Regions from separate parts of the Mus musculus genome. Here region 1 is linked to region 2. The links are chromatin contacts, called in public HiChIP or PLAC-seq maps. All regions are on one chromosome and are shown on one strand. Each heading gives the region's core, a stretch centred on a gene start, on an enhancer-like site or on the middle of the called end of the contact. The rest is flanking DNA. Distances are from core to core; before and after follow the strand shown.

Region 1 (7,121 bases), core at 1,498-3,997, 160 kb after region 2:
TCAGGGGTTATCATCCTCTTTCTCTCTTGCTCTCTCCCTCCCTCCCCACCTTAGTTTGAGACAGAGTCTCTAAGGTGAGCATGGTGTTCTCCACCTTGCCTAGATGGGCTGGCCATTGAGCTCCTGGGACTTGTGTGGCTTCTTAGGATCCAAACTCAGGTCCACACAGCTGCAGAACAAGCACTTGACCCCCTCAACTCTCTCCCCAAGCCCCAAGAAGCTGTTGACAGAGCTGAAAATGCTACCTATGTTGGTTTGATCATTATATACAATATGTGTATGTTGAATTACCATATTGAATGAATATGAATATATATGAATTAGACTATTAGGTTAGACACCATGGTGCATACAAGTAATTCCAACACTCGAGCAGCTGAAGCGGGAGGACTTCAAGTTCTAGGTGGGCCTGACCTACGTAGAGAGACTACCTTAAAATGAAAAAGTAAAGTAATATTAACAAGAAACAAATCATTGGCAGAGCATAGTGTCACAGTCTTCTTTTCAAGAACCATGACCATACTGTTGTCCAGGCCTGGTTACCTGTGTTCTGATGGAGCAGGGCCTAAGAGAGCTGGCTTGGGGATCCAATACACAGGGGAGTGGTGACGACAGCAAGAGGCAGCAGCAGGGCCATTGTGGGTACTTTTTCTTCTTTCTTCTAAAAATGTATTGTTTTTTTTAAATTATGCATGTGTGAGGTCTGCCACATGTGTACAGGTGCCCATTAAAGTAACTGTGAGTCATTTGATATGGGTATTGTGAACTCTCTGCAAGGACAGTTTATGTATGCTCTTTTTATGTATGCTCTCTGTATGTATGCCTGTATGAGGGTATCAGATCTGCTGGAACTGGAGTTACAGACAGTGGTGAGCTGCTGTGTGGGTGTTGGAAGTTGAACTCAGGTCCTCTGGAAGAGCAGCCACTGCTCTCAGTTGCTAAGACATCTCTCTAGTCTTTTGCTTATCTTTAACCACTGAACCTGTGGTGGTTTGAATATGCTTGGCCCTGGGAGTGGCACTATCACAAGGTGTGGCCTTTTTGGAGGAAGTGTGTCACCGTGGGGTTGGATTTTGAGGCTCTCTTTCTAGCTGCTTGGAAGACAGTCTTCTCCCAGTTCCCTTCAGAACAAGATGCACAACTTTCAGCTCCTTCTCCCGTGCCATGCCTGCCTGGATGCAGCCATGCTCCTGCCTTGATGATAATGGACTGAACCTCTGAACCTGTAAGCCAGCCCCCATTAAATGTTTGTCCTTTACAAGAGTTGCCTTGGCCATAGTGTCTCTTCATTGCAATGAAACCCTAGATAGAAGTTGGTACCAGGAACTGGGGTATTGCTGTGATAGGCCTGGCCGTGTTTTTGTTTGGAAGAATGTGGATTTTGGGACTTTGGATTTGGAAAGCAGTGGAATGCTTTAAGTGGGGTTTAATGGGCCATCCTAGTAAGAATATGGCATCACTGATGCTGAGTGTGGCTTGAACTGTGGGGGTCTTGCTTCAAAAGTTTCAGAGGAGAAGAATGTTAGTATATGGCCTAAGACTGTTTTTGGTGAAGAATATGGCTACTTTTTGTTGTCTGAAGAGTCTTCCTAAGGAATCAGATTAATTGCATTGACAAAGGAAAGTCTCATAAAAGCCCATACTTATAGTGACACACTTCTTTCAACAAGGCCACACCTACTCCAACAAGGCCACAACTCCTAAGAATGCCACTCTCTGAGTCAAGTACATTCAAACCACCACAGAGCATCTCGCCACCCCACTTCCCCATCCTTTTTTTTTTTTTAAAGACAAGGTCTTGTGTACTCCACGCTGTCTCTAAGCCCCCTGAGATATCATTGCTAACCTTGACCTCCTGATTTTCTTGCCTCTACTTTCCAAGAGCTGTGATTACAGGTGTGCACAAGCCGATTTATGTGAGTTGCTTAGATCAGATTGGCCTATGGGCATGTCTGTGGGAAACTGTCTTGATTAATGATGGATGTGGGAGGGCCAACCCACTGTTGGCAGAACCATTCCCCAAGTAGGCGTTTCTGGGTTGTCTAAGAGGCTGGTTAAGTTAGAGCCTTGACAGAGAGGAGTAAGCCAGCAAATGAACCAGCAAGCATCATTCCAGGGCAGCCAGGGCTACACAGAAAAACCCTGTCTCAGAAAACCAAAACTACAACAACGACACTTCATCAGACTGTTACCACATTGGAACATGGAATTTGTGGTGACTTAAATTTTTGTTCCTGGGTCATGATCACTCAGATTTGACTCCAGAATAAAGTATCTCCTATTTCCTGTGAGATTTTTGTGTGTTTGTTTTTGTCTGCTCAGTACATAAGTTTGTATCCTACTTAAAACTGAATACTTTCCTGATCATAACTACTGTTAGCTCAGTCTGTGATCCATAGTTGCTCCCAGCTGGAAATGGGTATTTGGAGTGATCCTTGGGGCAGAAAGGTGGGTTTCTGAAAAGCCAGATGAGCCTTGATTGTAGCTAGAGGCAGGGTCTGAGGAGGGTGGGGACAGAGAAACCAGCTCAGCGACTTCTTGTTCAGGCTTTGGAATGCTTGAGCTTCTGTCATCTAGCAGCCTCGGCACTGGCCAGATTGCTCCTTTGTTGAGGGTCCCTTTCTCATGCCAGGTTCCTGGGATGTGGGAGGAGTCTCACATCAGCTGTGGCTGAAAGAAGATCCCTGCCAGTGAATGGGCAGGAGCCACACCCAGCCGAGGTAAGTTGAAGTGGGAGGGACCTCGGTGGAGTGAGTCACACTTGAGTCACCCCAAAGTGACTCAGAGCCGGGAATGGAATCTCCTGCTGGGAGGACAGTGGGACAGGAAATTCCAGCTGGCTGAAGGGAGGGATAAGGGCTAGGGATGTCGAATGCCAAGTTTATGAACAAAGGGGAGTTTGAGGAGCAGGGAGAGGAACCCTCAGAACTTGCCAAACAGGAAGTCATATCTGGACAGCAGGTGGGGGCAAGGCAGCTTGCCCCCACCTGCTAATGATCCGGGGTCCAGGTGAGAAGTCGAGAGGGCCTGAGTGCTGACCACAGTGCATAGACAAGGCACACCTCAGGCTCCATACTGGCCCAGGCCCCAAGGAACCTCCCATGCTAGTGTAATCCTCTCTTGCTGTCTACTATGGCCATTCGATCTCTTGAAGTCTTCCCACACCCAACCTGACACTCAACAAACCCTAGGGATGTATACTGGCAGTATGTCATTATGATGCTATAGTAGCTTTGGCTTTTTTTCTGTTTTCTTTTTTCCTTTTCTAAAGCTAAAGTGTCACTCTGTAGCCAAGGCTGACATGGTTGGGAACTCCCTATGGAGGCCAGGATAACCTAGGCCTCACAGGAATTCGCTTCTCTTTTGCCAGTGCCTCTTGGGAACTGGTATGCTACTAATCCTGGCTTAATGATTTTTTTTTTTTTTAAATGTAGGCTTTAGGAATGAAAACCTTCCTGTTTTCATTGTTAATACTTCTCCTTTGGTCTTTGGCTGGAGAGATGGTGTAGTAGAGCCCACACTGTTCTTACAGAGGATGAGTTTGATGCTCAGAGTCCATGTCGGATTTCTTACTATTGCCTGTAACTCCAGCTCCAGGAGGATCTGATGACCCCGCTGGCCTCGGTAGATACATGCACATCTTTTTGCTGTTGTTGCTTTTGAGACAGGATTTCTGTGTAGCCTTGGCTATCCTGGAACTTGTTCTGTAGACCAGGCAATAATCCTATTTGTCAAAAATAAGATCACTACCACACTTTCAAGCCAAATTTGAAACAATCTTTAATTAAATACTGGCCAGGTTACTGGACTCTAGCCAGGCCCACACCTGAGTTTTAAGGAAAATGCTCCCAAGTCACAGTTTTCAGATGCTTAAAAAGGCAAACCCCACAATTGACCTTCTATCCATCAGGGGCAAGTGTACATTCTGATGTAATTCTTGCCCACATGGGATCAAGTCCATCTGGTGCAAATGGCTCAAACACACGTAGGACAAACAGGAATATATTCTTAATTGCAAACAGAACTCAACCTGTAAGGTCTATTTTTCCTGTTGTGGTCTCACACAGGTTGGCCTTGAACTCAAAGAGATCTGTCAGTCTCTGTCCCCGAGTGCTGAGATTAAAAAAGTGTACCACCACTGCCTGGTCAATTAAAAAAGAAAATTAAATCTTCTAAAAAATCTTTTAACTACATTTTAAAGTTTACTTTTATTTTATTTATTTATTTTGAGACAGGGTTTTACTATGTAGCCTTGGCTGGACTGGAATTCCTATATAGACCAGGCTGAACTCACAAAAAATCTATTTGCCTCTGCCTCCCTGAGTGCTGGAATTAAAAGCAGGTACCACTACATTAGGCCTAGCTTGTGTGTGTGTGTGTAAACGTGTGATGGTCAGAAGACAATTTGAAGAAGTCAGTCCTTTGGTTCTTACCTTCCACCAGGTGGTTTCTGGGAACTGGCTCCTATCATCAGGCTGAGCTGCAGGCACCTTAACCCAAGGGGCGGCCTGTTGGCCTTCGTCTTTGAGGTTTTTAGCTGTTGTTTTGAGACAGGGTCTCATGTGGACCAGGCTGGCCTCAAACTTGCTCTATGCTCGTAAATGCTGATCCAAATCTCCAGCGCTGATCTTGAGATTCTCTGATTTTCCAGCCTTCTCCTCCAATGTTCTGTGCCCGGCTTTTATCCTCGACTTTTAAAATTTAGGGGTGTGCACCACCAAGAAAATAGCCTCTGCTATCGCAGCCCATCCCCATCCCAAGCTGGTTTGGGGAGTAAATGAAAATGGGCACAGTAAAGAAACCAAAATAGCCAGTCCGTGGTTGAAAAGGGAAAAGTTTATTCCAAACTGCCAAGACTGTCTCCTGGGAAAGCAAAGAGAAGGGACAGGAAAGATTTTTCAGGGTTAAATGGGGATGGAAGAAAGGGGGCTTGTGAGCTGATGTGGGGCTCGTGAGCGGGGACTGTGGGAGCTTAGAGGTGTACTGACCTTGACAAGTTAATAGACAGTTTATTAACACAGTCATGGGTTAATAAAGGGCCATAAGTTCCTCATGCCAGAGATAAGGAGAATGACTCCTTTTTAGCAAGCAGGAACTTTCTTCAAGTCCCCAAGGAAATGGCTTTTGTCTACATGCTAGATCTTGGGAAAAGGACTTTCTTGGGAGACCAGACCGGGAGGCCTTCCATGCGTTCCAGCGTCTGTTTCTGTGAATCTCTGTTTTTATGACTGTGATGTGGGCTTTGTTTCCTCCAACAAGGCCACATCTCCTAAGCCTTTCCAAAGAGCATCACCAAGCAGGGACCAAACGTTTGGATGCCTAAGACTACGGAGAACGTTCTCATTCAAATCACCTAGCTACATAGTAAATCCTAGACTAGGCTGAGCTGTTAAGTGAGACCTTGTCTCAAAACCAAAAAAACTGCTGCTGGCTGAGTGGTCGCCTAGTGTCTTACTTAGAATTTCATTGCTGTGAAGAGACACCATGACCACGGCAACTCTTATAAAGGCAAACATTTAACTGGGCCTGGCTTACAGTTTCCGAGTTTCAGTCCATGATCATCATGGAGGGAAGCATGGCAGCCTGCAGGCAGACATGGTGCAGGAGGAGGAACTGAGAGTTCCAGATCTGGATCCAAAGGCGGTTAGAAGGAGAGAGACATTGAGTGTGGCTTAAGATTTTGAAACCTACCCCAAAGCCTACCCCAAATGACACATTTCCTCCATCAAGGCCACACCCACTCCAGCAAGGCCACACCCACTCCAGCAAGGCCACACCTCCTAATATCTTTCCAGTAAAGCCTCTCCCTGATGACTAAACTTTCAAATAGATGAGCCTAGAGAGGGCCATTCTCATTTAAATTACCACACCTAACAAGCTTAAAGTCCTGGATTGATCCCCAGAGTAAGGTTTACCAGGTATGTTGTAAGCCTTATTACCCAGGAGTCGGGCACTTTGACTTATGCTGGGAAAGGCCTAGATTTCACTGGTCCCTGTGCCTTCCAGACTGTTTTTGTTACTTATGATTGCCCTGTCCAAACATCCAACAGAAACAGCTTAAGCAGGACAGATGACTTTTGGCTTACAGGTGCTTCAGGCAGTCATGACGGGGAAGGCAGAGTGGAACACCTAGTCACGGTGCTGGGGGCTGGGAAAGGGGTTATTCATGGTCCAGGAAGAAACAGCGCAGGCTGGAACCAGAAGCTGGTTATAACCTCCGAAGCCCACCCTTACTGAACTGCCAGCCCCCATCTGCTAAAGTCTCCACAGCCTTCAAAACAGCATCATAAGCTGGGGACCAAACTTTTAAAACAGTACTGCAAGGGACATATTCTAAATATAAACAGTCACAAATGCCTAGCACAAAGTCCACAGAGGAGAGGGTGGCTAGCCAATCGCTGTTATAGAATGGGTAATAAAAAAATTAGGGGGAGGGGAGATATTTGGGGTAGGACCGGAATAGCTTGGTGGAAGGAGCTGTGCTCATCTGTGAGGAATTGTTTCTTTTCTTTTTTCTTTGTTTTCTTTCACTCTTTCTCTCTCTCTTTCTTCCTTCTTTTCTTTTCTTTTTTTTTTTTTTTTCTTTTTTTTCTAGCAGGGTTTCTCTGTATTACAGAACCTTGGATGTTCTAGACTCATTTTACAGACCAGGTTGGCCTCAAACTCACAGAGATCTGCCTACTTTTGTCTTCTGAGTGCTGAGATAAAAGGTGTGCACTGGTGGGGAATTTTTTCTTAGTTAAATAATTGGATGTGGGAAGACCTGCTTCTACTCCGGATCTTGAGATGGGAAAATACAGTTTTAATCCAGACTGTTTGAGGTGGGAAGATCTGCCTTTACTCTGAACCGCACCTTACGGTTGCTGCCTCTGTAACGGATATGGAAGCTTGTTTTCTTTTTGCCTGCTTGCTCTCACTCTTGCTGGCAAGTCCATTCCTTCACTGGCATTGGTGTCTACTTCTTCCAGATTCCAGTGCATACTAAAAATCAGCTGAGACATCCAGCCCTATGAACTGAGCAACTACTAGATTCTTGGACCTTCCATTGGTAGACAGCCATTGTTGGACTAGTTGGATCACAGCATGTGAGCCATTCTAATAAATCAGATACATATAATTCA
Region 2 (6,513 bases), core at 924-3,423:
CCAGTACAGCCAGGGCTACACACAGAAACCCTGTCATAAAAAAAAAAAAAAAAAAAAAAAAAAAACTATGTGGGACACAAGCGCACTCGCACAGACTAAAGTGACACACACTAATACAGAGAAGAGTAAATAGGATGGGCTGGGTTGTAGCTCAGTTGGTAGAATGCTTTCCTCACTTGCATGAGGCCCTGGGTTCAATTCCCAGCAGGGCATCAACCAGGCAAGGTGGCACACACTTGTAATCGCAGCACGCCAAGGTGGAGGCAGGAGGACCAGGAATCAGGATGATCCTTTGCTACAGGAGACTCTCGTCTCTAGGCGGGGGTGGGGGTCAGTAGAGGAACTGAATTTCCATGTATAGAGTCCTTGAATGCACTCATGGAAACTTGCTAGGAGTTGAGACTCCACACATACACAGGCCTTCTGAGTTTCTTTACATCTGCCAGCACGGTCGCTGGGCTCGTAAAGACGCCTGTAGACTTCATTTGGCATATACATACAGAGTCCCATTGAATGCAGCAGCTCTCCGGGCCCCCAGCTCCCCCCATCTGGTCAAGAATGTACTCAGGAACTCAGCCTGGAGGAGAAGAAAGAACACAGGGGGTTTCTGTGTGCTCCCTGCCCGGTCCTTGCCTTCAGCAGACTGGAGGAAAAGGAAGCACGCCAGGGCAGCAGGCTGTGGCGGTCATTCCTGAGGCAAGGGGCATTTTGCCAAATGTGCGATTCCCTTTGACTTGGTGGACTCAACCCAACTCCTCTGTTCCATTTTCCTAGTTCCAAAGAACTAATGGCGTGGTGAGTGAGGCTCTCGTGCACACTGACACCAGACCAGCACACGCCGGCCCACCTCTCCAGGTTTAGGTATCAAGACAAGATTTTTGAACCCAAAGGCTCAAAACGGTGGGGAAGTGGAGGAGGAGACATGAATGTCTGCTTCAGGGAGAAGTCTGTTTACCCAGTGTTATTTGAAAACAGGAATCCTGAATTCCCTTCCTACCTCATTATGACTTCTTTAACATTTGTTTTTAATTTATCTGAGATCATTATCTTCACTGCGAATTGCGTATGAGCCAAAGTTGAACTCGAAAACCAAGCTAGGCCTTTTGTTCTGCCTGTGCTAATTAGCGTACAAAGGAGAGTCTGATTTCTTCCCTCCCCAACAGTCGGAAACACTGGTTCCCATTGATGTAACTACCAGTACTGGAAGGGGCTGCGGGCTGCCGAACGGCCCCCGCAACAGGTATCAGGAAATGAAGGTTCTAATCCCGGTCGGCTCACCGTGCTCTACCGAGGGAAGGGAGACATGTTATTTCAAGCACAGTGCTTCATCTTTAAATAAACTGACCGCTTCCTGCTGGACGTGCCTTGTACCTGAACTAAAATGACCAGGGCCTCTAGCACCCCGGCTGGTTGTATTTGAACATGAAGCCCAAGAGTAGAAGAGTCAACAAACCCATCTATGTATGGTTCTCATCCTGAAAATGGCTTCTGTGGAGGGGTGGTTCCCAATTGGTGCTACTTGGGGGCAGGAGGTATTCTCTACGGCTCCCTCATTCATTCAAAAAATACCGAGTGAAGGCCTTCCCTGTGCCTGGTGCTAAGAATGTAATAGCAATGGGACATAACAGATCCACTCCCTGGCACCTTCAGCAAGTTTAGGATCCAGGAGACAAGTGTGTTTTGGATGAGGAGGCCATGTGTTTGCCAACAGTGCAGTGTGCTTAAGAATCTGCAGCAGGGAGCCATAGGTGAGGCTGCGAGGCGGAGGCGTAGAAGGCTAAGATTTCAAACACAGCGGAAAGCCTTGGCCAAGCAAGCAGAGGAATCCTGCCGACCCACTCCCTTGAAGAAGTCCAAAATGGCATGTCAAAGGCCTGAGAAGTCTCCCCAGACGGAACACAGTGAGTGCGGCCTACCTATTAGCATCCCAAAGACCTATGGGAAAACTGAGAGAAGCCTATTGTTCTCAAAGCCCATAAGAAACTTCAGTATGAAACAAAAGCCCTTGTTCATATAACTGGAAAACTACCACGTGTCCTCTTAAGAGGCCAAAATACCTTGAGTTTCTAATGTGATTCTAAAGTATTTTCCTTGGCATGGCCCTAAAACAACATATGGCCACAACCGCTCACATACAAGTCCACAGACATGAACCAGGGGACCAGGTTCAAAGTCCCACTGCCAGCTCAGACCTCGGCTTTATTTGTTTTTAGAAGGCTGTTCAGCCTCAGCTATGAGAGGCATGGGGAGGGGGAAAAATCTACCATAATAAGCAAAGTGAAACGATTGGGCACCAATAATCGACTTATCAAAACTATACAGTGGAGGATAACAGAAGCACACAATGATTGCTCTTGTTAGCCCACAAACGTCCAGGAAGGCGGGTCTTTGTATTTATTTTATTACATTCTGTGCACAGAGAGAAATAGAAATAAACAATATCAAGTATTCACACACGTAGGCAGATTTTATATCGGAGGCAGTGTCTCAGAGTCACACTGATCAAAATAAAAATTTAATAGCCAGGGTCCTTTGGAATATAAATTCAAGAAAACTGGCAGCCCAAAATTAAACATTAGGGAGTAAAGATAATCACTGAATGGTAGATCACTTATCTGGCATTCATGAGGACCTGTGTTTGATCCCTAGCAAAAAAAAAAAAAAAAAAAAAAAAGGTAATTAAAGTTAACAGGCTGGTATGTAACTTGCCAGGCATGCACAAAGGCCCCAGCATCACATAAACTGGGCAATGAAGTACAGGACTATAATCCAAGCATTCAGGAGGCAAAGGCAGGAGGATCAGAATTTAGGGTCGTCCTCAGCTACATAGCAAGGTTGGGGCTAGCCTGGGTTACATGAAACCCATTCTGACAAACATAAGATGGAGGCCTCACAGACAGCTCAGTGATTAAAGCATTTGCCCACACGAAGGAGGACCAGAGTTTGGAACTCTAGAATCACGTAGATGTCAGATAAATGTGGCAGCCCACCTATAATCCAGCCAGAGAGATCCTGACAACCTTGCCTTGACAAAGCCTCTGCTGTGCGCTGGACACTATTCTCTGTGCACACCTGCAACCCTATGCCATCTGTCCAGCCTCGGAGTAGGTCCTCCTGCCTCAGGCTCAGCACTGAATAGGAAGCTGTTGCTGAGTGGTAGCTTCAGTCTTGGTAAGATCTGAAAGTCCACCTGATCCATGAGCAGACATCCTCATCAGCTGACAAATGTTTGTAGTCAGTGTGGTGATGTTAGAGGCACGGAGGTGAAGCAGGTATTGGTACCCTCACTACCTGTGTGTGCCCCTTCAGAACCACCTGGACATCCTATGGGAGATGAATGAAAGCCCTCCAGTGAGCTTGTTCCTTTATATGTATATTTATTTTTAATTACAGGCATATGTATGTGACTATCTAGGTACGCGCATGCGTGAGTGCATACGTCTGGATCCAGATGAGAGAGGATGGGAGCTCCTGGAGGTGAAGCTGCAGGCAGTTGAGAGCCACTGGAAGTGGGTGCTGGCAACCAAGCGTGAGTCCTCTACATGAGCACCCGTGCTAGGTGCGCCATCTCGCCAGCCACGGCTAGTAATTGTTGAAATGCTACTGGTTGGCAGGAATATATGTGCTTTTCAATTGGGAGAACAAAATATAAGTACAGAAGAGACTTTACTTACGAAACAATTGCCGTGTCCAATTACAATTATTAAATAAACAGAGGAACATGACACAGCATTGGGAGTATACTGAAGCCCCCACATGGGCTGCGCACCTTTAACCCAGGCAGAGGGTTAACCAAAAGACAGAGGCAGACTGATTTCTGAGTTGGAAGCCAGCTTGTTCTACACAGCAAGTTCTAGGCCAGTAAGGGCTGCAGTGAGACCCTCTCCCCAAGAGTATACTGGAAATAATTTCTTTTTGTTTGTTTGTTTTTTCGTTTGTTTCTCTGTGTAGACCGGGCTGTCATGGAACTCACTCTGTAGACCAGGCTGGCCTCGAACTCAGAAATCCCCCTGCCTCTGCCTCCCAAGTGCTGGGATTAAAGGCGTGCGTCACCACGCCCAGCCTGGAAATAATTTCTTTTAGAGCAAGGATGTTCTGAAAAACACCGGACATATTTTATTCTCTTCTAGTCTCCGTGGTACTGTTTGGTGTCCTTGAGTCCTTTGCATGTGTACTTTAGTATTTACACGGAGGTTTCTAAATACCTGTTCCCATTAAAAGAAGTCAACTGCTTCTCAAAAAGACTAGCTCCAGGTCTGGGGCAGGAACGGATAGGGCAGACCTGGAATGTCCTGCCATGCTCCGACTTGTCCAAAGAACTCAGCAGCCAATTAGAGGAAGTACCGATTGGATAAAGATGAGATAATTTGAGTATCAGTGAGGGTGGCATTTGCAAACAGAATGGAGGACAGTGAGTGGGTTTAAATCGCTAAGTTCAATGTGCATTGTCATAGACAGGAGACATTAACGCAAAAGAGTAAGGTAAAGAGTCAAGCACTGAAATCATGCTTAACCCATGGGAAAGGTCTGATTTGTTTACTCTGTTAAAAACCTGGCCAGTAGATCTTCTAACTCTGTAAGCCAATAGAGCCTCCATCTCACCTAAGAGACTAGGTCCCTTACCAGGCCCTAACTGTGCAAATGAATGAACACAGTTGTGTTCTAATAAAACTTTACTTATAAAAGTGGCAGAATGGATTTAATCTGTAGATGTTAACTTACTGCCCCTGCCCTTTGATCTAAAGGAACAAGATATTTGGTGCCAGATACTATCATTTTTTAAAGAAATACAGCTAATGCATGAAAAAGGAATAAATAACACAGATTGCAGACACCAGGAGTGACTAATGAGTAAGAGAGGTAGGTGTGCTAACCCCAGAAAGGGGCAGCTGCCTGTGAGCGTCTCCTTGATGATGATGCATCTAACTGGAAAAGAAGATGCTATTGGTGGGGAAGATCCTCTTTGCCTTGCTAGGTGTGGTCCCACACACATGGTGCTGCATGCCTTGATCCCAGGAGGATCGATCTCTGTGAGTGGAGGAGGAAGAGGAGGAGGGGGAGGAGGAGGAGGGGGAGAGGGAGAGGGAGGAGGAGGAGGAGGGGGAGGAGGGGGAGGGGGAAGAGGAGGAGGGGGAGGGGGAGGAGGAGGGGGAAAGGGAGAGGGAGGAGGAGGGGGAGAGGGAGGGGGAGGAAGAAGAATTGCGGGTTGGATATAGGTCAATGGCAGAGTGCTCAGGTTAACAAACAGAAGCAGGTAGATCTCTAAGTTGGAGGCCAGCCTGGACTAAAGTGAGTTCCAGGACAACCAGGGTAGACAAAGAAACCCTGTCTTTAAAAAGGGGGGGAGGGGGTACCTAGGCTAGCAAGATGGCTCAACACAGTAAGGGCACGTGCCCAACGACTGGAGTCCAGCCCCAGGTGGAAGAAGTAAACAGACTCCCACAAGTTATCCTCTGGCCTTCAGGAGCATGAAGTGGTGCATACGTAATGAAATAAATGTAGTTTAAAAGTTCTAGAGAATCTAATTTACAGTCTGCCTGTAATTCCAGTGCTCAGAAAGCTAAAGCAGGATTGTGAGTTCTAGGCCAGTTGAGGCCCCATAGCAAGAGTCCACCCCCAAAACAAACAGGTAAGCGAGTAAATACACACACACACAGAGAGAGAGAGAGAGAGAGAGAGAGAGAGAGAGAGAGAGAGAGAGAGAGCTGTGTAATGGGACACAAACTTGCAATACCAGTCAATATCTAAGATCAGGACCCAAAAGGATTGTGTTCTAGGCCTGAATGGGCTACAAAAGCAAGATCCTGCCCCCACCTCCCCTTAATAACAAAATAAATATCAGTCTATGACAAACTCTACAGGAGTGAGATTTAAAAACAAACAAACAAACAAACAAAAACACCCCAGATTCTAGCTTCAACATTCAAATTCAACATTCTATGTTGAATGCAGACTAGAACTTCACCTTTGCTAGTTAAATATCTCTCTAGGAAAAATACACCTCCCCAATCACTATTATGTCATTCCTTGATAAGCCCTCTGGGGCAGACATAATAAAGAGCTAGAGAGGCTGGGCTTGCCCGCCCTGTTTTTCTTCAGTGCTGAGTATCAAACTCAGGTCTCTGTATGTATGCCAGGCAAGCCCTGCCTTTATTTTATTTTTCTTCAGGACAGACCACAAACACCTTGTCTTCCATTTGACTTAGGATTCACAGATACACCAGTGCCTGGAGAAATCGCTGTACCTCCCACAGGGTCGAGGGTTAGACACTGGACCATTGTTTGCCAGTCATCAGAGGGATAGTCACTCCCGCAGGAACCCCAGGGGGCTAAAACCAGCGGGAAAGCTGGGTGCAGAACCCAGTACCTAAGTCTCTTAGGTATTTCCCCATAAGGTTCTCATTCATGGGGGGCGGGCAGTAAAATAAAGTATTATAGTAAACTTCTTGGGGAAACTTGGCAAACATACCTGGGAGTGAGACAGGGTGGGTGGGCTCTGACTCCTAATCTTCC

The links. HiChIP or PLAC-seq counts read pairs in DNA pulled down with a chosen protein or histone mark.
Region 1: a contact with region 2 is called in an H3K27ac HiChIP or PLAC-seq map of embryonic stem cells, with 5 read pairs. The contact joins two enhancer-like sites.

Annotation. Positions count from the first base shown.
Region 1 is chr6:72,924,239-72,931,359 of GRCm38.p6, forward strand. No RefSeq gene overlaps it. Among named protein-coding and RNA genes, the nearest start is that of Kcmf1, 28 kb to the left of the region's middle. Within about 2 kb of position 2,748, at least 175 of the 459 cell types and tissues checked have an H3K27ac peak or open chromatin away from gene starts, as enhancers often do. A contact at or near this core is called in embryonic stem cells, where this site is marked.
Region 2 is chr6:72,768,413-72,774,925 of GRCm38.p6, forward strand. All of the region lies in intron 3 of Tcf7l1 (transcription factor 7 like 1 (T cell specific, HMG box)), which reads right to left. Among named protein-coding and RNA genes, the nearest start is that of Tcf7l1, 17 kb to the right of the region's middle. Within about 2 kb of position 2,174, at least 54 of the 459 cell types and tissues checked have an H3K27ac peak or open chromatin away from gene starts, as enhancers often do. A contact at or near this core is called in embryonic stem cells, where this site is marked.